Linked DNA regions of Mus musculus: regions 2, 3, 4, 5, 6 and 7 are each linked to region 1. A link is a contact called in public capture Hi-C and promoter capture Hi-C data. All regions are on one chromosome and are shown on one strand. The core of a region is the stretch at or near the end of the contact, and the rest is flanking DNA. Distances in the headings are between cores, read along the strand shown.

Region 1 (3,050 bases), core at 362-2,861:
GGAGGGAACATGTGACTGCCAGAGGACGTTGTCATCCTTTTCATTTTTGAGATGGCATCTCTCACTGGCTTGGAAGTGCCAAGTACATTAGGCTAAAAGGCCAGTGAACCCCAAGATCACTTGTTTCCTTGTCTCCAGCTCTAGGATTAAAAGCATGGATTAGGGCTACTGAGACGTGTCTCATATAATGGAACTCAGTTTATTTAAAAAGAAAAAGCTCAACAAACAAAATGGGTTCTGAGAACCGAAATCAGGCCAGTATTTACATTGCAAGGCAAACTTTTTACCAACTGAGCTATATTCTCAGTCCCTAAGCGTTAAGGCTACTTTCTTACCATAGAAGGAAAAAGAGGCTCCCTTCTTATTATCTCCTTCTAATTTCCTAATCCTCAGTACAGATTACTACATGGCTTCCTCCAACCTTTAAATTAGAAGTCATGCATAAAATTGTTTCTAAGAGAAATTTAAATTGTCAAGGGCTAATGCTCAGTTGGTATATTGCTTGCCTAACATACACCACAAAGCCCTGGGCTCCAACTCCAGCACTACATAAAACATGCATAGTGATTCATTCCTGCAATTCCAGCATTTTTAGGGTGGAGGAAAAAAGAATCAGAGGTTCAAGGTCATTCTTCAATACACAGCTAACTTGGGCTACCCTGGCTCAAAAAATAAAAATATTAAAAAAAAGCATAAGAACTAAATTGTTAACACAGCAGTGATTATAATATCGATTAATATTTACTTAACAAATGTGTCAGGCACTACTCTGTTTGCCACATTATAGATCAAAAGCCTGTTGCAGAAAAGGAAGCTGGCTTACGTAAGTATTAAACTCAACAAAACAGAATACTTTTCCTAAAATTGTGTCAAATGGGTAAAATTAATGCCTTCAGAATTTCCAGGGACTGTGAGAAGGTTATCAGTATTGTTTTTAAAGACTATTCCAACGTATACCATCAGTGGGCAAAGATTAAGCTTTAAAAAAAAATAGGAGGGGAGAGGGTGAGTAATATTTGATGTGAAAACATTCTGGCACTCTATCTCAAATTTGTTCTAGTGCCTACATTAAACAAAAGTCCTTACAGCCCTGCAGCCCCAGCTCACCGTCCAGATATGCCAAGGTTAACCTGAAACCTCACTATAACCCTATCTTACTTCCTTTTAATTCTTCTGACAAGTCTTAGGAGCGTCATGCGGGCTCGGGCGCTGTTTGCTCCGATCACTGTCACTGAAGTGGCCTGCGCCTGACTCCAAATGCTCCCCACTACTCGCTGTGGCTGTCGTCTGCTGACCTCCTCACCTCCCTAAGCTGTCCCAAGGCGGAGGGGAAGGAGGCCGAACCCGGTCAGCCCCGCTGGGCTCCTTCCGGCAGAGGTCCCTGTTCTAACCCTCAGGCAGGCCCGACCTGGCTCAGCGAAACCTGTCCTTTGAGCTGCTGGGTCGCCACGTCTCTTATCACAAACTAGCTATTTAGCTAACGCAAAAGGAGAACAAGTTCGTGAGAAAATACAACCGCTCCACGATACCCACAAAGGAGGAGTAATTACTCACCAGCAGATCGGCCCGCCATTTTGACCTGAGAGTGAAGCGCTGCCTTCTGGGTAAGTCCTAGAGGACACGCCGGGCTCCTACGCAGGCGTCCTGGATACTTTAGGAAGGGGAAGGGAGGGGCAGGCGCTGCTCTGACCGCCAGCAGAAGGCATTTACTCTTTCCTACCTGAATGGACTCCACACATTAGGCTGATCTTTTTGTGTGCCTTGTTACAAAAAACATTCTTCGCGACACAATGGGGAAAGTACTGCGAAATTAGGAGACAGTGTTATTCAATGCTCTGTTATAGGAAAGAACCTTTGCGGAATAAATGGAGTCTTGGAGACAGGTAATGTAGTAAATGATTTTCAGGCAAACCGCATCTCAAAATGCATGGAGGGGATGCTAGGACGCTAGAGGACGCTTGATGCTCAAATTCTTTATGTCAAATGGTGCGGTGTTTTAATATAATGTATACACTATTGCATTCTTTAAATCACCTCAGGATTACTTTAATACAGAATATAAAGTAAGCACCACACAAATAACTGTTATACTGCACTATTTTGGAAGTAACACAGGTATAATGAACATTTATAGTTAACACAGATATACCCCTTCCCGATCTGTGGTAGACTCAATCTATAGGTCTGCAATCTTTGGGTTCAGAAGTGTGGCTATATTCTCATTTAATTCTAAATCATCAGTGTAATTACTGGTGCTATCAGTATTGAAGAGAGAAGGAAGCTGAGCCTCAGAAAAGTTCAATAAGTTATCCAAGGGCATTGAAATTGGGTAGAGTCCAGGTTTGTTTGTTTGTTTGTTAACTAGAATTGAGAAATCCAGTTTCAAATTCGGGCTTCCTTATTTCTAGGATCATATGCTGCACAACCAATCCCAGATAACTTTCAGCTTCTAGGCTTCACTTTCCCCACCTAAAAATCCCTATCAAACAATTTTAGTAGAAAGTTAGGTTGGATAAGCTTTAAAAATATTAACTTTAAGGTAGGAGTAAATGGCACATGCAAGATCCAAGAATTCAGTAGTCTGAGGCAGGAGGATCCCTGCAAGTTCAAGACTACAGTTGTCTACATAGTGAATCTGGCATCAGTCTGCAAGACCTTACCTAAAACAAAACAACAACAACAAAACCCCTAAGATATATTTAGAATTTGCATATAGTATTAAAAATGGAGCAAGCAGAAAGACTATAGACTGTGCTTTCAAGATCTCAACCCCAACAGGTAGAGTCTAAAATAAAAAACTAAGGACAGAAAGTGGAGTTACTGTTGAGTTTTACTATGACTCGATAGTGGTCTTTTTTTTTTTTTTTTTTGAGGTAGATACTATTTATTATTTCTTGGTTTCCCTCTCATTGACATCAACTATCTTTTCTGAATTTTGGACTGGATTTAATGTCAAAAATACAGAAATGAGCTGGGCAGTGGTGGTGCACGCCTTTAATCCCAGCACTTGGGAGCCAGAGGCAGGCAGATTTCTGAGTTCGAGGCCAGCC
Region 2 (3,050 bases), core at 306-2,805, 930 kb after region 1:
CTGGCCTCCTTGCCCTGCTCCATTCTGCTTCCATCCCTCTGCCCCAATTAGCAGCAGGACTGCCCTGTCCATAAGTTAAAGTTACTTTCTGGATAAAGTCAATGAAAACTCCAGGACCTCCCTGGGGCAACTTGCTCATTAACATGACAATCTCAGAGAATACTCCTTTTGCGCAGGAAGTGACAAATATTTACATGTACAAGGCAGGTTTTGTGGGTGATAGTAAGGACAGTACCTTATATCCAGCCAATGCTAGATGCTGCCAGCAGAGCTTAACAATTGAGAATGCAGGGGTATAGTTTCATTCATAGCCAGTAGTTACGATATCTGTGGGGGATAGGTCACCTCCCAAATCTAGGCACGTTGGGGCAGAAACAAAAGCAGACCACAGGCATAAGGCAAAGGAATCTCAGAGACAGAGGGAGTGCTATCTCAGAGGAAGCAGGCTTTGAGTTCTAGCAGAGACAACAGGCATTAGGAACCAGTAAAGCTTCTCTTAACTTGAGAAACAAACAGGTAAGGCACCCTCTGGCACAGAAATCATGGCTCCAAACCCCTGGACCTAGTGAGGTTGGTTCCTGGCCTCCATGGCTGGTTAGCTTTCCTGATGGCTGAGGTCTCAGAAAGATAAAGAAGTGCAGACCAGAAGCCCCACTCCTGCCAAGGCTGCAGCTATTGCTCAGGAGGCTCCTGCAGTCACCACAGGTGGACAAGTCCTGCCTCCCTTACCTCAGGATGTGAGCACTAAAAAGCAGCACTAAGTCCAATCTACTCACCTTGCATGGGGTTCCTTTAAGGTAACAGCACACTTAGCAAACACCCAAGGATCTCATGAGTGAGTGAGGAGAGAAAATGTGTGGTGGCGCATGTCTTTAATCCCAGCACTGGGGGGTGGGGGGTGAGGGTGGGGGTGGGGGTGGTAGAGGCAGGCGGATTTCTGAGTTCGAGGCCAGCCTGGTCTACAAAGTGAGTTCCAGGACAGCCAGGGCTATACAGAGAAACCCTGTCTCGAAAAACCAAAAGAAAAAATACTGGCAATATTTTCAACCATGGGATATGACCGTGATGAATAATGAGATTCAAAACAATGTCAAATGTGCCAGAGTTGAAAGCCTACTAGGAATGGGAGTGGACAAATATTTTGTAAGTTTATGAGAATTTTGCTGCCATCTCCAACAAGACATTCTCAGTGAGCGTGAGAACCAAAGAGGCATCAAGAGCCGCTGGGAGTTAAAAAATATTAATGAATCTTAAGATGATTTTCTTTCCCACATTAGTGTATTGCTTCCTTATTTAAAAACACAACAGGGTCAGCGTGATTCTTTTTTAAAGTAAGATTAAAATTACAACATATGGCCCAGAAATGACTTGTACTCCTAAGATTTCTGTCACAGACTCGACTCACATTCACGTTATCTCCTGTTGTGGATCCGGAGGGGGGAAAACCAGCCCGACTCCCCAAGAATGTGCTGCAGACTGCTTCTTTCCTTCTATTCTCTCTCTTGGGTTGCCAGGGACAAATTCTGGAACCAGAGAAATCACCTTCGGTGGGTTACAGAAATCCCTTCGCACGGACTTCTGGGAAATGTAGTCTGGATACTGTGACGTCACAGGGAGCTAACCGGTAAACCCCCCACTAGGTTTTTGCTTAACAGAGGGGTCTTCCCCAAAGTTTTGCGAGAGTCCTGTGTGGCCGTTACATTCCTGTCGTCTGTGATGTGGAGGTTGGTTCAGAAAACAACATAGCCTGGGTCTCTGTTCCCGGTTCTGTCTCAGAGGGAGCGAAACTGAACTGGGTGGGAGGGCAGAAGCTGCTGCTTGGACCTGCCTTGCTGTACCGGCTGGGACAGGTGACGTTGCATGTCGGGACGATGAGGATTGTGCCCTAGGTGATGGTTTCCTTTGGACACTGCGTGCTGCTCTCGTGCCCTAGAGATGTTAGTGATCCCCAAACACAGGATGTGTCCTTGGCCCACAATGGTTATTTCAGCCTGTTGTTTTGTTTTGCTTTTTGTTTTTGTTTTTTGTTTTTGTGTTTGTGTTTTAGACAGAATTTCTCTTGGTTCTCATGGAACTTACTTTGTAGACCAGGCTGAACTAGAACTCACAGGGATCTTCCTGCCTCTGCCTCCCTCATCTTGGGATTGAAGCTATTCACCATGACACTCAGAGTGTCAGCATGTTCTCATCTCACACTGAAATTGTTGAGCTATTTTTAAACTAAAAATACAGAGTTGTAACTTATAGAAGAAGGAGGCCAAATATTTTTTACCATGGACTACTGATGTCAGGAAGCCAAGGTTCTGGGCCTTCCTGAGTAATGGACGCTCTGGAACAGTGGGAGAGAGAGAAGCTTGCAGTCTTGTTGCCCTGAATGCTGGATGTGTATAAGGATCATGTGGGCTACATCTTAGAATCCGATAACATACTGTTTGAGTTGAGCACAACAATACTTAGAAAAATGATCAAAGCTTATCTATACAATTATTTTAAAGGACCCCACTAATACATAAACTGCTGATATTTTCATGTATAAATAAAAAAATAATATGACTATTCTCGTTGGCCAATCTGGGGCATTATTCAATAAGACATGAATATAGAAATTAAAAAATTTTGAAATAATTAGACAGCATAGCAAACATGCTGCTCAACTACAGCACACTGATACATGCTGTCAAATGTGTAAAACACACTTCAGAAATGTCACAAACATCAACCAGTACCCATTAGAGAAAACACAGAAATGGAACATGACAAGGAACAGTGAATTCTGTTCTATGTTAAATTCTCAGTATGATTAGTCCTTTGCATGCTGGTTTCCCCGTATGTTCAGAACCTTGAATGATATTAGTCTGTGAGTTCTTCCTTTAATGTTCTACCCCTTGCCTCCTCCATCTCCTGTCCCTTGTCACTGTGCTTTGTGTCGCTGCTGAATTCTGGACAAATGCAGAAACCCAGATGACAGCCAGAGCCACCTCATTAAAGTCTGTATTTTCATATAATTTCACATTCATGGCTGTGTATATTTAGTGTTGACAAGAACCTTC
Region 3 (3,050 bases), core at 296-2,795, 910 kb after region 1:
CTTATTTATATGTTCCTGGTAGCCTAGGCCAAGATCTTAAGTGAGAATAATGGGTAAGAAATAATCCCTAGAGATTGGGCCACTAACATGACCTTAACCCCAGGGAAACCAACACTTTACTTTCTAAATCATTTACAAAATTATTATGATAAAAACTTTCCCAACAATAAAATTTCATATGGCTACACATGTGTCATCGGAGGTGGATTTTGGTATATGTTAAAGAAAGCCTTAATTAGGAAGAATTAAAGTAGTTTAAATTTATACACTGAAGATTATAAAAAATCAGGCACTAGATGTTAAATAATTCCATGGGGCTGGAAAGTTAGTTTAGCACTGATCATTAAAGATTTATTAACCTGCTCCTAGAAATATGCCACTAGCTTTGGACGGCAGCCCCCACTGGATACATCCTTTTAGAATTGTTATATTTTGATGATTTATGATGATGTTACCTGTTCTGTTTGCAATGCACTGAATACATGGTTTCAGAGTTGTAATGCTTGGATGATTTTTCTACTTTACTGTGCCAAATGATTTTTGTTGGTATCTGTGAATGTTTCATTTGGATGTAGTTTCTAAGAGATGTAATGTTTAGTTTTTTAATGTATAATATCTCCTGCTTGAGAGCTGCAGAATACACTCAGATTCAAACTGCCTATGTGTTTGTTTCTATTTGTCACTGTCAAAACCTTATCCACCTAGCTTCAAGGACCCTCATTCCAGGGACCCTCATACTTGACTGTGGTGCTCCGCGGCAATCTCTTATGATAGAAATCCTATGATGAGTGATGAATAGTGTGTCAAGAGTCAGTTCACTGGCCATATTGAGCCCAAGATCAGTTTTCCTCCCATTGAGAGTAGAGCCAGGAGCTGGAAGAACATCTGGTGGTGAATAGTTGTGTGAGATTGTGAAAGAGAATCCGGTAAAGCTCTGGCACAGCTCTCTCAAATATTAAATTGTTTACACGGATTAATTGAGGAACGTGTGGACAAGGGACTAAGGACAGAAGAAAATCTCAAAGGGTTTCTGGGGCTTATCGGTAAGAGATATCTGTGTTTCCTAGCCCATATCCGCCCCAAACTGTGGATTTCAGTGTACACACCAAAATTGTTCTGTTTTTTGTTTTTGTTCTCCTCTTTGATTTAGTGTCATAATGGATGTTAAACCTAGGCCTCCTTTACTCCAGGCAAGTGCTTCACCAGTGAGTAGCCCCCCATCTCTTTTGGTAGTGTGTAATTTGGGACATAGACTTGTGATTCTTCTGTCTCAAACCCCTGAGCTTTTTAAGACACAGCATTGATCAGAGTAAGAAGTAAACTTAATACACATTACTGTAAAAGGCTGCACTCATATTCGCAAATTGCCCTTTGTAAATTTGGGATTTTTAAAGGAGCCTAATTCCAGTTAAATACAATCCATGACCTATAAACCCTCTGACTTCTTTGGTTCAGGGCAGTCCTTCGCATAGACTTCTGGGAAATGTAGTTTCTCTCTGCATGACCCCGCTAGACAGGACTCTGCTCTCTGTGCTTCCGGGTTCATTTTGCATTTGTGATTCTCCAAACTCTGCGGCGTTCTCAAAGTTCGGACAGTGTGGCTTGTTCTTCGCGCTTAACATGGAGGTTGGTCCCGGGTGCAGCCTAGACTTGCAAACCTCATGAACTCTGAGGTTGGGCGGGTCCGGCGTGCAGGGAGCCGGTGAGGGCTGGGCGGGAGGCGGAGAGAAGCCCACTTGGATGTGCAATGCAGATCTAGGCTTGGCCAGAGTGCAGGGGTGGGGCGCACGCACGGTGCCAGGAGCGAATGCTCTGTTAGGACGGAGCGACTGCCAGAGTCAATCATGTGTTTCAGGGACCTGAGAGGTGGCCTGCTAGTGCAAGAATGGAGATCGGAAAGCTTGAATCCTGTCTAGTGACGTCATGATTAGAGGGACTGCATTTCCCACAAGTCTATGCGAAGATCTCCAAAAGAGCGCTATTGCCCAAGGCTTTTCAATACCTTTAGGCTACTTTTAAAATACCAGATTTAAAGAGGTTGTTGTAGGAATATGATTCCACCTTTCAATGTCACTGTGTATTGAGTTTACGTCTTACTTTGATCGATATGTTGTGACTTTAAAAGCTCAGGTGTACCTAGAATCGTATGGCAGGAGGGAAAATGCACATTGACACAATTTTACCTTATGATAATGGAGCAAGGAGCTACACTGAGACACACCACATGGCTAGAGCAGGGTGGCTTGGCTGATCGTGCGGAAGCAGGCTATGATGAGAGCGCACACAGCCCCTTGGCTGGGGAAGCTTGCTGTTACTAGCTTTCACATTGCTATTGTCAGATCCCTCAGGAAATCTAGAGCAAGTGGGTTTTTCTGAGCCCTCCCATATTCTATGACAGGCCCAGGACTCTGGTTTTGAGTTCGTGTGGCTCATAGTTTCCAGGACAGGGAGTTCTGCGGGGGAGTTTGGTGTATGGGATGTTCGTCCCGTTTTCTTTGTGATAAATTGTTAGTTTTCAGGGCGGCTCACTTTGGATAGGAATCACTCCTTTACCCACTGTGACAGAACCCTCACATTCACACACCTGTATGAGGCAAAAAAAAAACAAAAAACAAAAACAAAAACAAAAAAAACAAAAAACAAAAAACAAAAAAACAAAACCAAAACCAAAACCTCATAGAGGGGGCGCTCTGAGCTTTGTACCTTCCCAGCTATCACTGATCCTATAGTACAGACTGGAAAATACTAGAAGATATTAACTCATAAAATTGCACCAGAGACTGCGATGTAAGAAATTTGTTTTCTTGTGGAAAGATTGAGAGATGAAGTTGAAGAGCTGTGGCTCACTCATGGAACTGTGATTGTAAACAGCTGGCTGCTCATCCCGTCCTTTGTATACACGTGTCTCCTCACCCTGCCATTTGTGCTGTTTTTGCCACACCAGTCAAATTGATTTGTATGCTGGAGACTGACTTACAGCATTAAAATCTATACCTAAGAAGCATGGGTTTAAACTACATTATCGTAAATACTAGTATTTTCTATGTATT
Region 4 (3,050 bases), core at 312-2,811, 870 kb after region 1:
GAACTGCCTCCCAAAGGGAGTTTGAACAACATTTTTAAAGGATGGGAACACAAAACAGGGGGGACCAGGGGAGGGGAGCTGCACTTTTAACCAATTGTATTTTGACATTATGGGTTAAACAAAGGAGTACCATTGGAGACTGGGCGGTATCCAGGGCACTTGGCTTCAAGGTCCTTAATTCGTTCTCCTAGACATTAGGTCTGGAGTGGTTAGGAGCTTAGAGTGCTAAGGAGACAAAGGACTGGGTCAGCTGTATGTAGTATATATGTGTGTGTGTAAAACCATGGTTTAAATAATAGCAATCTCTCTCTCTCTACACACACACACACACACACACACACAGCTGTTAACAAATTAAGAAAACATTTGGAAAAGTGAGTGATAGCTGTTCTTTACGGGCCTGGGAACATGAACTTGTATGACCCTGCCAGCAAGATGGAGAAGTTGCCCTTGAGATGGCTGGACTCAGACAACTGTTTAAAACAGAAGCTATTCAGCTATACGGAAGTCCCCAGCTCCCCTAGGGCCTGGAACTATGAATTTAGTTTCTCTCTAGAATTTAATGAAATCTGAAAGTGAAATCGTCATAGTACTTAGAATACGTTTCTTTTCTTGTCCCCAACAATACTTGCCTGCATTCATGAAAAACCAGGTAGAAGAGGATGAAGCTCTTGTATAGCACAAATTAGTGGATGAACATGTGTGCACTCTACTTACAGACAGACCAAAAAAAGATCCTGAGATAAATTCAGGATTTCTTCGTAAGTTAACATCAGAGAGCTGGATGTTTAACTTTGTCCAATGATTTAAAACAGCTGTGTCCCTGATCCATGCCCTTCACTGTATGGAAGTTTCCAGTGTTCACATGAAAACGTTATCCAGTTGTGGAGTCTTATCCATGTATGGCTCACACAGGTGAACAAGGAGTAGTTATGCATATGTAATGCTTGGTATTAAGCCAAGCCTCCACTGTAGTCAAGGGCTTTACCCCTTGCTCCCTAACCCTACTTGTACATTGTATTTTGAAACAAGGTCTCTTTATTTGGCCCAGGTTAGCCTTGGATTTGGGATCCTCCTGTCTTAAGTTCCTGAGCAGTTCGACTACAAGGAAGGTCACATATAGTTATTTTATAGTAATATTGAATCAGTGTGAACTTTACATGTAGAAGATTCCATAATAAGTACACTTTTGAGTTTAAATCGCAACATATTGAACAGAAATAAGTTGCAAACCTATTAAAGGTTACTGCCAAAGGCTCAATTTACATTTAAACGTGTCCTGTACTGAATTCAGCATTTCCCCCCCCTCTCTGTGTAGCCCTGGCTGTCCTGGAACTCACTCCATAGACCAGGCTAGCCTCGAACTCAGAGCCTGTCTCTGCCTCCCAAGTGCTGGGATTAAAAGCTAGCGCCGCCACCACTGCCCGGTTTAAATTTAGCATTTTAAAAGCCAACTGGCTCCCTGTGGTTGTACCAGGACACAAACTGACTGCTTCCTCCCAACCCCTTACACTCTAAGGGATTTCTTTCGCATAGAGTTGTGGGAAATGTAGTCTTGCCCATATGACGTCACAAGGAGCCAGTCAGGAAACCACGTTTCTACTCTCGGTCTGCATAGTTGCATCTTTCCCAAAGTTGAGCAAGAAAAAGGTCTTGCTCAGTACTCGGTTTGCATCTCTCACATGGAGGTTCGTCCAGGGTGCAACGCTGCCCTGCAGGCGTGAGGGTCCGCGTGGTGATGGGTCCGGAATGGATGGCGAGGGTTTGTGGATGGGAGGTGGGAAGAAGCGGACTTGGGGGTGCTGTGCTGACCTAGGCTGGACCAACCCCACGTTGGATCCAGGTCAGAGCTGCGGAAAGGGCAATGGGGTCGGCTCTGAGAGTGACCGTTTTGCTTGCACGAGGCTACTGCTGGAGTCCACCCTGCGCAGGAGAGCTGGCTCAGGACCCAGGAGTGAGAACTGCTGGAAGTCCTGGCAGGTTTCACCCTGACTGGTGTCTGATGACAGCCTGAGGCTATGACTGGGAGCGCACTCTCCTGCTTGGCTGGGGAAACTCTGCTCTCTAGCTGACTCAGGCTCACATGGTTGTAGTCAGATTTCTCAGGAAATCTAGAACCAACTGGGTGTGTGGTGCTTTCTTTACTTTATAGCTGGCCCAGGACTCTTGGAGTTGACAAAAGTTCATAACCTTGTTTATTTGCAAGTGAAGGGAGTTTTGGGAGGGCGGTTGGTGTTTGGAATGTTGGTTCCATTTTCTTGGTAATGAACTGTTAGATTTATGAACTATTTTGAATAGAAGTCCTTCGCGATCACTGTTGTGACGTCAACCCCAAGACTAACACTCCTATATGAATGAGGGCAGAATAGTCCCTTAAAGGGAAAGATTTGAGTTTTGTGTCAACCAAGTAGTTCACTCTGTAGTGTAGAGTGAAAAGTACTAGAAAATAATAGATCAGCCAGTACCTTCGGAGACTGCGTTTGGACTCCTTTTCAAAATGGAGAAACAAATTGGTGTGAGAATAGGCGTGGGTACAGGGCTGTTGGTTACAGGTGAGAGGGGGCTGAAATGTCTCTGGGGGAGGAAATAATACTGCATCCTAAGAGGTCGGTCTTCATCGCTCTTTAATGGCCAGCTGTTCTGTCTTTGCATATCATCTGCAGTGTCTAAACTCACCTAAACCAACTCTTATCGAAGAATGTGGCATCTAGGTTCCCTAACCCTCCCCAAACAGTTCTAGACAAACTCACCCAAGTACTTACAGTGTGTCAGAGAGACAAAAAGATGGAATTGAGGAGCTCTGATCACTCAGGGCCCTGTGACTGGCACCTTGTAAGCACCTTAATGAAGCCAGCCTTGAACTCCTAATCCTCCTGCCTCTACCTCCCAAGGACTAGGATTATTGGTTTGTGCCACATTGACATGGCAGGACCTACAAGGTCAGAGGATATCTTCTGGGAGTCATTCTCCCTTTCCACCATGTGAGTTCTGGGTATTGAACTCTGTTATTAACTGACAGAGTTTCTGGCAGTCCGTATTTACCCATTCAG
Region 5 (3,050 bases), core at 145-2,644, 850 kb after region 1:
ATCTTAGGTAGCACACGTAACCTTAAATTTGACATTTTCTTTTAAATAGGTCTGTTTGATAAATATATTAAATATAAATGTGTATATGTATATATTAAATGCATGCATGTGTGACCTGTGATATAAGCATTTTGCTGTATCACCTCTACCTTCTAAGAAACGGGATCTAAGGTACAAGAAAATGTACTTTTCACACCATAAAATGTAAAATGACATGTTCTTAGTTTCCTGAACATTAATGGCATTGACTAGAAAGTGTCCATATTATTGTAATTATAGTTAGATAATACATAGAAAATACTGGTATTATGATAATGTAGTTTAAAGCCCATGCTTCTTAGGTATAGATTTGAATGCTGTAAGTCAGTCTCCAGCACACAAATCAATTTGACTGAAGTGTGGCAAAAACAGCACAAAGGACAGAGTGAGCAAAGGCTGTATACAAAGCACGGGGTGAGCAGCTGGCTGTATACAAATGCCATGGGGAGCAGACTGTTGTATACAATCACAAGACCTTTAGTGAGCCACATTTCTTCAACCCCATCTCTCAATCTTTCCACACAATACAAATACCTGGGCAACTTATCTCTCCTTTCACAAAAGGAGTCCAAATTTCTGACATCGCAGTCTCTGGTGCAATTGTATGTGGTAATATTCTCTAGTATTTTCCACTCTGCAGTGTTGTAGGATCAGTGATAGCTGGGAAGGTACAAAGCTCAGAGTGCCCCCTCGATGAGAATTTTTTTTTTTTTTTTTTTTTGCCTCATACAGGTGTGTGAATGTGAGGGTTCTGTCACAGTGGGTAAAGGAGTGATTCCTATCCAAAGTGAGCCGCCCTGAAAACAATTTATCACAAAGAAAACGGGACGAACATCCCATACACCAAACTCCCCCGCCAGAACTCACTGTCCTGGAAACTATGAGCCACACGAACTCAAAACAAGAGTCCTGGGCCTGTCATAGAATATGGGAGGGCTCAGAAAAACCCACTTGCTCTAGATTTCCTGAGGGATCTGACAACAGCAATGTGAAAGCTAGTAACAGCAAGCTTCCCCAGCCAAGGTGCTGTGTGAGCTTTCATCACAGCCTGTCTCTGGCATGGTCAGCCAAGCCACCCCTAAGCCTAGATCTGCACTGCACATCCAAATGGGCTTCTCTCCGCCTCCTGCCCAGCCCTCCCCCGCTCCCTGCACGCCGGACCCGCCTACCCGCAGAGTTCCTGGATTTGCAAGTCTAGGCTGCACCCGGGACCAACCTTCATGTTAAGCGCGAAGAACAAGCCACACTGTCCCAACTTTGAGAACACCGCAGAGTTTGGAGAATCACAAACGTAAAAAGAACCCGGAAGCACAGAGAGCAGAGTCCTGTCTAGCGGGGTCATACAGAAAGAGAGAGAGAGACTACATTTCCCAGAAGTCTACGCGAAGGACTACCCGGAACCAAAGAAGGCAAAGAATTTAAAGCGCATGGATTGTATGTAACTGGAATTAGGCTGCTTTTAAAAATCCCAAATTTACAAAGGGCATTTTGAGAATATGAGTCCAGCCTTTAACGGTAATATGTATTAGATTTACTTCTTACTCTGATCAATGCTGTGACTTAAAAAGCTCAGGGGTTCCTAGAATCTTATGGGGGGCAGAAAAAAAATCACATTGAGTCAATTTTACTTTAAAATAACGGAGCAAGAAGCTACTTTAGGGCACACCACAAACTCTTTAGGATAGTTTTTGAAACCAAGTTTCCTGGAAATATTCTGAAATCTCAGCTACTCTGGGGTTTGAGACAGAAGAATCACAAGTCTATGTCCCAAATTACACAGTACCAAAAGAGATGGGGGCTACTCACTGGTGAAGCACTTGCCTGGAGTGAAGGAGGCCTTGGTTTAATACCCATTATGACACTAAATCAAAGAGGAAAAAAAAATAACCGAACAGATTTGATGTGTACACTGAAATCCACGGTTTGGGGCGTGGACTAGGGAACACAGATGTCTCTTACCTATAAGTCCCAGAAACCCTTTGAGATTTTCATCTGTCCTTAGTCCCCTTGTCCACACGTTCCTCCGATATCCGTGTAAACAATTTAACATTTGAGAGAGCTTCACCAGATTCTCTTTCACAATCTCATACAACTATTCACCACCAAATGTTCTTCCTGGCTCCTCTCCCAGTTAGAGGAAAACTGGTCTTGGAATCAGTATGGTGTGTGAACTGACTCCTGACCCACTATCCAACACTCATCATAAGATTTCTCTCTGTATTACTTCGGATCTGCCCTATTCAACTTCCAGTCTCTTTCTGGACTCCTTACATTACTCCCATTCATGTGGAAGTACTTAAAGGTTCTTTTGTTTTGTTTTGTTTTTTGCTTGAAGTTCACTCTATTCCCTCATCTCATAACACAGGAATGAATCTTCCTTTAATACAAAGGTATCAGAAATATGTTCCTGATCATACAGAATGAACTCATTGCAAGAAAGGGGCTGGACTGACACCACGGAGTGATGGGACTCCCTATCTCGTGTGTATGTATTCCTGTACTGGTAACATCTGAGACCCAACGATAAACCCCACGAGAGGAAAGAGTTTGTTTTCGTGCCATGGTCACTGATTCACAATGAGATTACTTCTTGGATGAGAGAGTGGGAAGATCAGATTGTTCTTTTTTTGTTTCATCACCAGAAAGAAATTGTGCTGGGTTTTATATCAATTTGACACAAGCTAAAGTCATCAGAGGAGGAAGCCTCAGTGAGAAAAAGCCTCTATATGGTTGGGCTGTGGGCAAGCCTGTAGGGCATTTCATCTTCACAATAAGTAATAGATGTAGGAGGGCCTAGGATGTTGTGGGTGGTGCCAACCTTGGGCTGGGGTCCTGGGTTCTCTAAGAATCAGGCTGAGTAAGCAACACCTCTCCATGGCCTTGCATCTGCTCCTGCTTCCAGATTCCTGCCCTGTTTGAGGTTCTGTCTTGGCTTTCTCCAATGGACAGTAGTCCAGGATATGTAAACCAAATAAACCCTCTTGTCCCCGTGATTGCTATTCTTGACACTT
Region 6 (3,050 bases), core at 299-2,798, 820 kb after region 1:
GACCACACAGCTTGTGACAATAGTTTAAAAGAAACTCCCAGAATCCACTGACTAGGCAGAACATGAGCTTCTATCAGTCCAAAAGCTAAAATCTCATCAAATGGTATCTTTGGTGAATAGAACATCTCCCATGTCTCACAGTACATACCTCTATCAGACTCACATCAATGTATTTTAAAATTTACTTGGCTAATGACATTATTTGTTCTGTAAAACCATGAAACTGCTTCCAAGTTGGAGTATGGAATTTTCACTAAACTAAATCTGTCTTCTCAGATCATGGCCAATTAAATGGCTCTGGGCTAAACTATTCTCTTAACCCTTCAAGAGGAGAACTGTGCATTTTGCATGAACAGGAACCTACTATGTGTAAACCTTAAGACCCCCAAGTGTGCTACAGCTTTTGAAATTTATCTTACAGTCTCTCAAAGACAGTACAAAAACTTGGGGAATCCTTTCTAGAACTATCCAGGAAGCATCAGTAAACCAGAAAGCCACATTGAGGGACAGAGTACTTTTAGAAGAGATTAGTCACTGCTGATAATGTGAACAGACAGAAGTAAATCATGTGGTAAGAGAACAATGTTCAGAGCCTGGCCTATTAGCAGAGATATTTTCTCCCTTCCCTTTCAGGCATTCCAGCCCCTCCCTGCGATCTTTCTCTCATCACACAAGTGTACTATCCTATCAGAAATGCAGTCCAAATTTTGAAAAAATAAATATACTCAGATAGTATTATTGGGGCACTGCTGTCTAGTGATTTTAAGCTTAAGTGTAAAATCCATAATTATTTGGATTGTGCCAACATAAGTTCAAAACAATTCCAAGATTATTCTGTAGCTACATAGCCTTGTATTGTGACGACTCAGGTCACAGAGGTGTACATTAGGAATTCCTACTCAACCCGAGGCATCCATAAATCTAACAATTCATTCCAAAAGAAAAGAAACTAACATCCCACACAACAGTCGCCCTCACAAGACTCTCTGTCCCTGGAACTTCCGGAAGTTCTGTAAGTGCTGGGACTCAGACTACAATCACATGAGTAAGGGTCAGCTAGGCAGAGCAAAGTAGAATGCTCCCTTCAGCATCTCCGCACAGGCAGTCAGCAGACCCAGCCTGCCCTTGCCATCCCCTTGTCTCTAACATTCTTCCCGGCCAATCCTGCTCCTAGGGGCAGTGGCCCATCCTAGGTCAACACAGTACCTCCAGGTCGGCGGCCCCCTCGCCCCCCGCCCCCCCCCCCCCCCCGTCTCCCAACCAGCCTGAGCCAGCTCCCTCCGCGCCTGACCCGCCATCCTGCACAGTCCCTCAGATCTGTACGACCGCACTGCTCCCTGCACCAACCTCCATGTCAGGGATCCAAACCCAAGACACTCGATTAACTTTGGGGAGAAGCAAGGTTTAAGAACGAATCCGGAAGTTTGGTACCAACGGCCCCTTCTGGAGTCGTCATAATTGTTGGGACTACATCTCCCACAAATCAGTGTAAAGGACTTCCAGGAACACACCAAAGGAGTTCGGTGCACTGCCTGGGTACCTGCCTAAGTGTGAGCAAGTGAAATTGGAAAGAAACAGGCACATGGGCAGCCACAGGGCATTCGGGCTCTTTTGAAGTGCTGTGGTCTCAGCAAGGGATGTTAGCCTGTGAGTCGAGCCTTTCTCAGTAATGTTAATTATACATGCTAGTTATTTCTGCTAAAACGTGATTTTAAAGCTCAAATCTACTTATGAAATCATACTAACACATGGGAAATCATGCTTTCATGGTCTGCTTTACTTAAAAATAAGGAAGCAGGAAGGTAATGTAGGACTGAGCATTTCTTTAATGAAACCACGCTTGGTGATCCCGCCTGACATGCAGCATCTCAGGTGCTTAAGACAGAAGAACAGGAAATCAAAACTAGTCACCACCGGGTGTTCTCTGAGCACAGGCTTTCCTCCTCCCCATCTCCCAGCAGGAGGCGCAGAGCTCCTGGGATCACACTGGTGAGTCTACTGACTTTTGGTACACTGTGCACTATAGGATTTCCCTTGTTCCCTTTGATGTTCCTTATAGAATTTCCTCTCTCTCCTGATCATGCCATCATTCATGTTTCAGACTATTTAATATTTGGTATCTGTCTTGAACTTCCCTCACTTCTTTAGGAAAGTTTATTCCTGTGCAGTTCATGCTTGAGACAAAGGTATGAACCCCATCCATCACAAGGAAGATTTCATGTTTCTGTGATGCATTCTGATTCACAGGGAAACTGATTCAGAACAGAGACTATGTGAAGTTCCTATCAATTCTTGTATTCCAGGCAGTGTGTTAACCCAGGGATACAGCTCCACTTAGAGAAACTAGAGTCAAGCAGTACATTCACCTGAACACTTGATTGGCATGTCTGTTTAGAATGAGGTCATGACTAGTCTGTACTCCTCCTGAATGCTGCAGTGAAGGGCACTGTCATCAACCATAAGGCCTTAGCATTTCTGGACATGTCTAGGATTCCAGTGTACATGTGCATGTGCGTGTGTGTGCATGTATGTTTGTGTCTGTTACATGTAAACCTACCTGAGAGGGCACTGACTCCTCTGGGAGGTGCTGATCTGTGAGGATGCAGCATTCACCCTCAACTGTTCTGCAGTTTCCATTTCCTCCTAGTGGGATTGGTTAATTCAAGAGGAAGAGGAGGAACTAATATGGTATAGGAACAAAACGAACATGCAGAACCTAACTGAACATACAGGAAGCCCCATTTAGCATGATATTAGGGGCCCAGGCATACTTAGGGAGAGTTTACCACAGTCTGATTCTCAGGCCTTATATGTTTCCTTAGACCATGTTGGCAGTTTCAACTTTATCAGACATACTATCATTTTATAAAAACTTGATTATTTTAGTTTCACCCATACAAACATTCTGGATTAGCTGTGAGATTTGACCAAATTCCTCTAAAATCTATGTTCACTTACAGTAAGCGAAGGAGATTGTTATGTAGTTGAGAGTAGGTAATATTCTTACAGAGCATGAGTTTGTTTTCTAATAATACTGTCCTTGCCCAGGT
Region 7 (3,050 bases), core at 314-2,813, 730 kb after region 1:
ATGCCTCTATCAGACTCACACCAATGTATTTCAAATTTTCCTTGGTCAATGACATTATTTGTTCTGTACAACCATGAAACTGGTTCCATGTTGGAGTATGGAATTTGGTTTAAACTAAATCTATGTTCTTAGATCATGGCTACTCAAATAGCTGTGGACTAAACAATTCTCTTAGCCCTTTAAGAGGAGAACTGTGCATTTTTACATGAACATAAACCTACTATGTGTAAATCATAAGACCCCAAGAGTGCCACGGCTTTTGAAATTTATATTACAACTTTTCAAAATATTTATTTATTTATTTATATGAGCATTCTTTTGCTGACATACCAGAAGAGAACATCAGATCCAATAATAGACGGTTGGGAGCCAACAAGTGGTTGCTGGAATTAAACTCAGGACCTTTGGAAGAATAGGCATGCTCTTAACCAATAAGCCATCTCTCCTTCCCTATCTTACAGCTTTTCAAATACAGTTGAAAAAATTGGAGAATTCTTTCTAAAACTATTAAGGGTGTGTCACTAAACCTGAATGTCACATTGAGGGACAAAAGAAAATTTAAAAGAGTTCAGACACTGCTGATAACGTGAACTCTAGGAAGAAAAGCACGTGAAGAGACAACAATGTACAGAGTCTGGCAGATTAGAAAGCAATGCACAGAGCCTGGCAGATGAGCAGAGGCATTTCCCCCTTCCCTTTCAGACTTTCCAGTGCCACCCTGTGATCTCTCATCACCCCAAGTCGTCTCTCACATCTGAAAAGGAGTCAAAATTTTGGACACAACACATACTCAGAACTGTTGAGGTATTATTGTCTAGTGATTTTTAATCTTTAGTGTAAAATCCTATTTATTTGGATTGTGCAAACACTGGTTCATACCAACTACAAGATTATTTTGTGGTTTTATAGCCATGTATTGTCGCATTCAGGTCACAAAGGTGTCTATCAGAAAATGTGATTTGAATCAGGGCATCCGTGAGTCTAACAATTCATTCCAAAGGAACAGGAACTAACATCCCACACAACAGTTTGCCCTCCCTCACAGGATTCTTGCTCCTTGGACACTAGGAACTTTAGGAAGCTGTTTGAGCTCAAACCAGGAGTAGTCTCCAGGACATAACATACAGAGGGCGCTACAAGTCCAAGTGCTCTGTATGCCCTGAGAATCTGACTACAGTCACGTGAGAACGGGTCAGCTAGGTAATGATGAGTGCGCTCCCGTCAGCATCTCGGGAACAGGCAGTCAGCAGACCCAGCCTGCCCTTGCCATCCTGTTGTTTTCAACCTTCTCCCCTTCAAACCCGTGCCCAGGCGCAGCGGCCCAGCTTAGGTCAGCACAGCATCTCCAGGTCAGCAGCTTCCTGCCTCTCAACAAGCCCGAGCCAGCTCCCTCCGTGCCCTACCTGCCACCCTGCACAGCCCCTCAGACCTGAAAGAAGGCGCTGGTCCCTGCACCGAACTCCATCTCAGAAATCCAGATGCAGCGCTGAGCAGGACAACTGCATACATTTGAGGAGTGAAGTTTGAAGGAAGAATAAGGAAGTTCGAGTCCGATGGCCCTTTCTAATGACGAAACAGGAACCAGGACTACACTTCCCACAAGTCAGTTGGAAGGACTTACAGGGACCCCACCTAAGATGTCTTGTGCATTGCCTGCCTTGCGGTCCAGCTGTGGGCAGCTGAAGTTGGAAAGAACTAAGCTGCAGCACATGGGCAGCCACAGGGAAAGTGGGCTTTTAAAAAAGTCTTTGGTTACAGCAAGCGATGTTAGCCTGTGAGCTGAGTTTCACAGTAATGTTTATCACATTTCCTTGTTATCTCTGCTAAAACATTGTGAGATTAAAGCTTCGATCTTTCTTTCTTTTTTTTTTTTCCCCTTGGTTTTTTAAAGCACAGATTTACTTATGGAATATTACTACCGAATGGAAAATTCATGCTTTCATTGTTTATTTAAAATATGAAAGCAGGAAGTTAATGTAGGAGTGGGCATTATCTCTTTAATATGCTATCAAAACCATCCCAGGTGCTGAAGACAGAATTAGAAATCAAACTGAGTCACCACGAAGTGTTTTCTGAGCACTTGCTTTCCTCCTCTGAATCTCTCCCAAGAGGAGGGGCAGAGCTCCTTGGATCACAATGGTGTGTGTACTGGCTCTTCAATTTCCCTCTGTGTTTGGTTTGATGTTCCTTATTGATTTTCCTGTCTCCACTGATCCTGTCATCATTCACATTTGATAATACTTGAACATTACTGGTAGCTGCCTTGCACTTCCCTCACTTCTCCTAAACAGAACACCGAGATAGTTCCTCCTGGAATTCAAAGGTATCAGAAATATGTTCATATCACTGTAAAATGAGGTCGATGTATTAAAGAAGTTAGACTGGAAACTTGGAGTATGGAGAATTCCCATCTTTTCGTGGGAAGGTTTATTCCTGTGTAGTTCATGCTTGAGTTAAAGCTACAAATGGCATTACAGAAAAGTCTTCATACTTCCCTGAGGCACAATAATTCAAAGCCAAGCTGTTTCAGAGCAGAGACTGTGCAAAATCCCATTCCAATTTTTCTTCTCTAGGGAGTGTGTTTGCCTAGGGATCAGAACAGATTCCTTAACTTAGAAAAACTAGAGTCAACAAGCAGTACATTCACCTGGACATTTGATTGGCATGTCTGTTTAGAATGAGGTCATGAGTGGTCTGTCATCCCCCTGATGGCTGTAGTGAAGGGCATTGCCAACAACCAGAAGGACTTAACATTTCTGAGCATAGTTAGTTTTCCAATATGTGTATGTGTTGAGGTTTGGTATGTTGCTATGTATTGTAATACTAAATTTTATATCTGAAGGTCTAAGCTTACCATGGACCTCTCACATTTAAAAGGTTCTGTTGTGCAAACCTTGTTCCTTGATTGAAAACTATTAGTTAAATCAAATTTGGTACAGCCTATTACTGGAAGGACTAGAAGTAGGTGGCTTTTGAGTTAGGTGGTATGGGGTGGAGAAGAGAGAGAAGGAAAAGAGGCCAGGAAAAGGAGGAAGAATGGGTGAAGAGGA

What was found. Promoter capture Hi-C pulls out the DNA fragments that hold promoters and counts their contacts. Capture Hi-C pulls out chosen DNA fragments and counts their contacts.
Region 2: a promoter capture Hi-C map of adipose tissue shows a contact between it and region 1. The contact joins the promoter of 4930525G20Rik here to the promoter of Uqcrb in region 1. A contact is called at or near these places in 7 of 39 promoter capture datasets (cranial neural crest, hippocampal neurons, liver and 3 more), 1 of 484 Hi-C or Micro-C datasets (CD8 T cells), 1 of 115 datasets of contacts at active chromatin or transcription factors (large pre-B cells) and 3 of 9 other capture datasets (adipose tissue, liver and macrophages).
Region 3: a contact with region 1 is called in a promoter capture Hi-C map of pre-B cells. The contact joins the promoter of Zfp273 here to the promoter of Uqcrb in region 1. A contact is called at or near these places in 6 of 39 promoter capture datasets (the C10 cell line, the SN4741 cell line, cranial neural crest and 3 more), 1 of 484 Hi-C or Micro-C datasets (forebrain), 4 of 115 datasets of contacts at active chromatin or transcription factors (bone marrow-derived macrophages, intestinal villus epithelium, large pre-B cells and 1 more) and 3 of 9 other capture datasets (adipose tissue, liver and macrophages).
Region 4: a promoter capture Hi-C map of liver shows a contact between it and region 1, with 2.8 times the contacts expected there. The contact joins the promoter of Zfp493 here to the promoter of Uqcrb in region 1. A contact is called at or near these places in 14 of 39 promoter capture datasets (the C10 cell line, the HPC-7 cell line, the SN4741 cell line and 8 more), 2 of 115 datasets of contacts at active chromatin or transcription factors (bone marrow-derived macrophages and large pre-B cells) and 2 of 9 other capture datasets (adipose tissue and liver).
Region 5: a contact with region 1 is called in a promoter capture Hi-C map of adipose tissue, with 4 times the contacts expected there. The contact joins the promoter of Zfp85 here to the promoter of Uqcrb in region 1. A contact is called at or near these places in 7 of 39 promoter capture datasets (the C10 cell line, cranial neural crest, frontonasal cranial neural crest and 4 more), 2 of 115 datasets of contacts at active chromatin or transcription factors (memory CD8 T cells and stem cell-derived neural progenitor cells) and 2 of 9 other capture datasets (adipose tissue and liver).
Region 6: a contact with region 1 is called in a capture Hi-C map of macrophages, with 2.7 times the contacts expected there. The contact joins the promoter of Zfp85os here to the promoter of Uqcrb in region 1. A contact is called at or near these places in 12 of 39 promoter capture datasets (the 3T3-L1 cell line, 3T3-L1-derived adipocytes, the C10 cell line and 6 more) and 3 of 9 other capture datasets (adipose tissue, liver and macrophages).
Region 7: a contact with region 1 is called in a promoter capture Hi-C map of liver, with 2.5 times the contacts expected there. The contact joins the promoter of Zfp729a here to the promoter of Uqcrb in region 1. A contact is called at or near these places in 3 of 39 promoter capture datasets (cranial neural crest, frontonasal cranial neural crest and pre-B cells), 1 of 115 datasets of contacts at active chromatin or transcription factors (memory CD8 T cells) and 3 of 9 other capture datasets (adipose tissue, liver and macrophages).

The regions. Positions count from the first base shown.
Region 1 is chr13:66,903,739-66,906,788 of GRCm38.p6, forward strand. Uqcrb (ubiquinol-cytochrome c reductase binding protein) reads right to left here and starts at 1,612. Exons shown (of 4, transcript NM_026219.2): 1 at 1,555-1,612. The coding sequence starts at 1,573. It overlaps Gm10767 (predicted gene 10767), which reads left to right and starts at 1,677. Exons shown (of 3, transcript NM_001177750.1): 1 at 1,677-1,883. It also overlaps a transcript of Mterf3 not described here.
Region 2 is chr13:67,829,430-67,832,479 of GRCm38.p6, forward strand. It overlaps 4930525G20Rik (RIKEN cDNA 4930525G20 gene), which reads right to left and starts at 1,556. Exons shown (of 3, transcript NR_045194.1): 1 at 1,406-1,556. It overlaps Gm10037 (predicted gene 10037), which reads left to right and starts at 1,677. Exons shown (of 4, transcript NM_001309374.1): 1 at 1,677-1,724.
Region 3 is chr13:67,812,271-67,815,320 of GRCm38.p6, forward strand. Zfp273 (zinc finger protein 273) reads left to right here and starts at 1,546. Exons shown (of 4, transcript NM_198322.3): 1 at 1,546-1,626. The coding sequence starts at 1,621. The region is part of intron 2 of 4930525G20Rik (RIKEN cDNA 4930525G20 gene); the gene reads right to left.
Region 4 is chr13:67,778,132-67,781,181 of GRCm38.p6, forward strand. It overlaps Zfp493 (zinc finger protein 493), which reads left to right and starts at 1,562. Exons shown (of 4, transcript NM_028402.2): 1 at 1,562-1,688. The coding sequence starts at 1,683.
Region 5 is chr13:67,753,808-67,756,857 of GRCm38.p6, forward strand. Zfp85 (zinc finger protein 85) reads right to left here and starts at 1,395. Exons shown (of 4, transcript NM_001001130.3): 1 at 1,256-1,395. The coding sequence starts at 1,261. It overlaps Zfp85os (zinc finger protein 85, opposite strand), which reads left to right. Exons shown (of 3, transcript NR_027969.1): 3 at 772-3,031.
Region 6 is chr13:67,727,714-67,730,763 of GRCm38.p6, forward strand. Zfp85os (zinc finger protein 85, opposite strand) reads left to right here and starts at 1,549. Exons shown (of 3, transcript NR_027969.1): 1 at 1,549-1,989. Zfp65 (zinc finger protein 65) reads right to left here and starts at 1,460. Exons shown (of 4, transcript NM_145622.2): 1 at 1,348-1,460. The coding sequence starts at 1,353.
Region 7 is chr13:67,636,218-67,639,267 of GRCm38.p6, forward strand. It overlaps Zfp729a (zinc finger protein 729a), which reads right to left and starts at 1,564. Exons shown (of 4, transcript NM_183146.4): 1 at 1,430-1,564. The coding sequence starts at 1,465.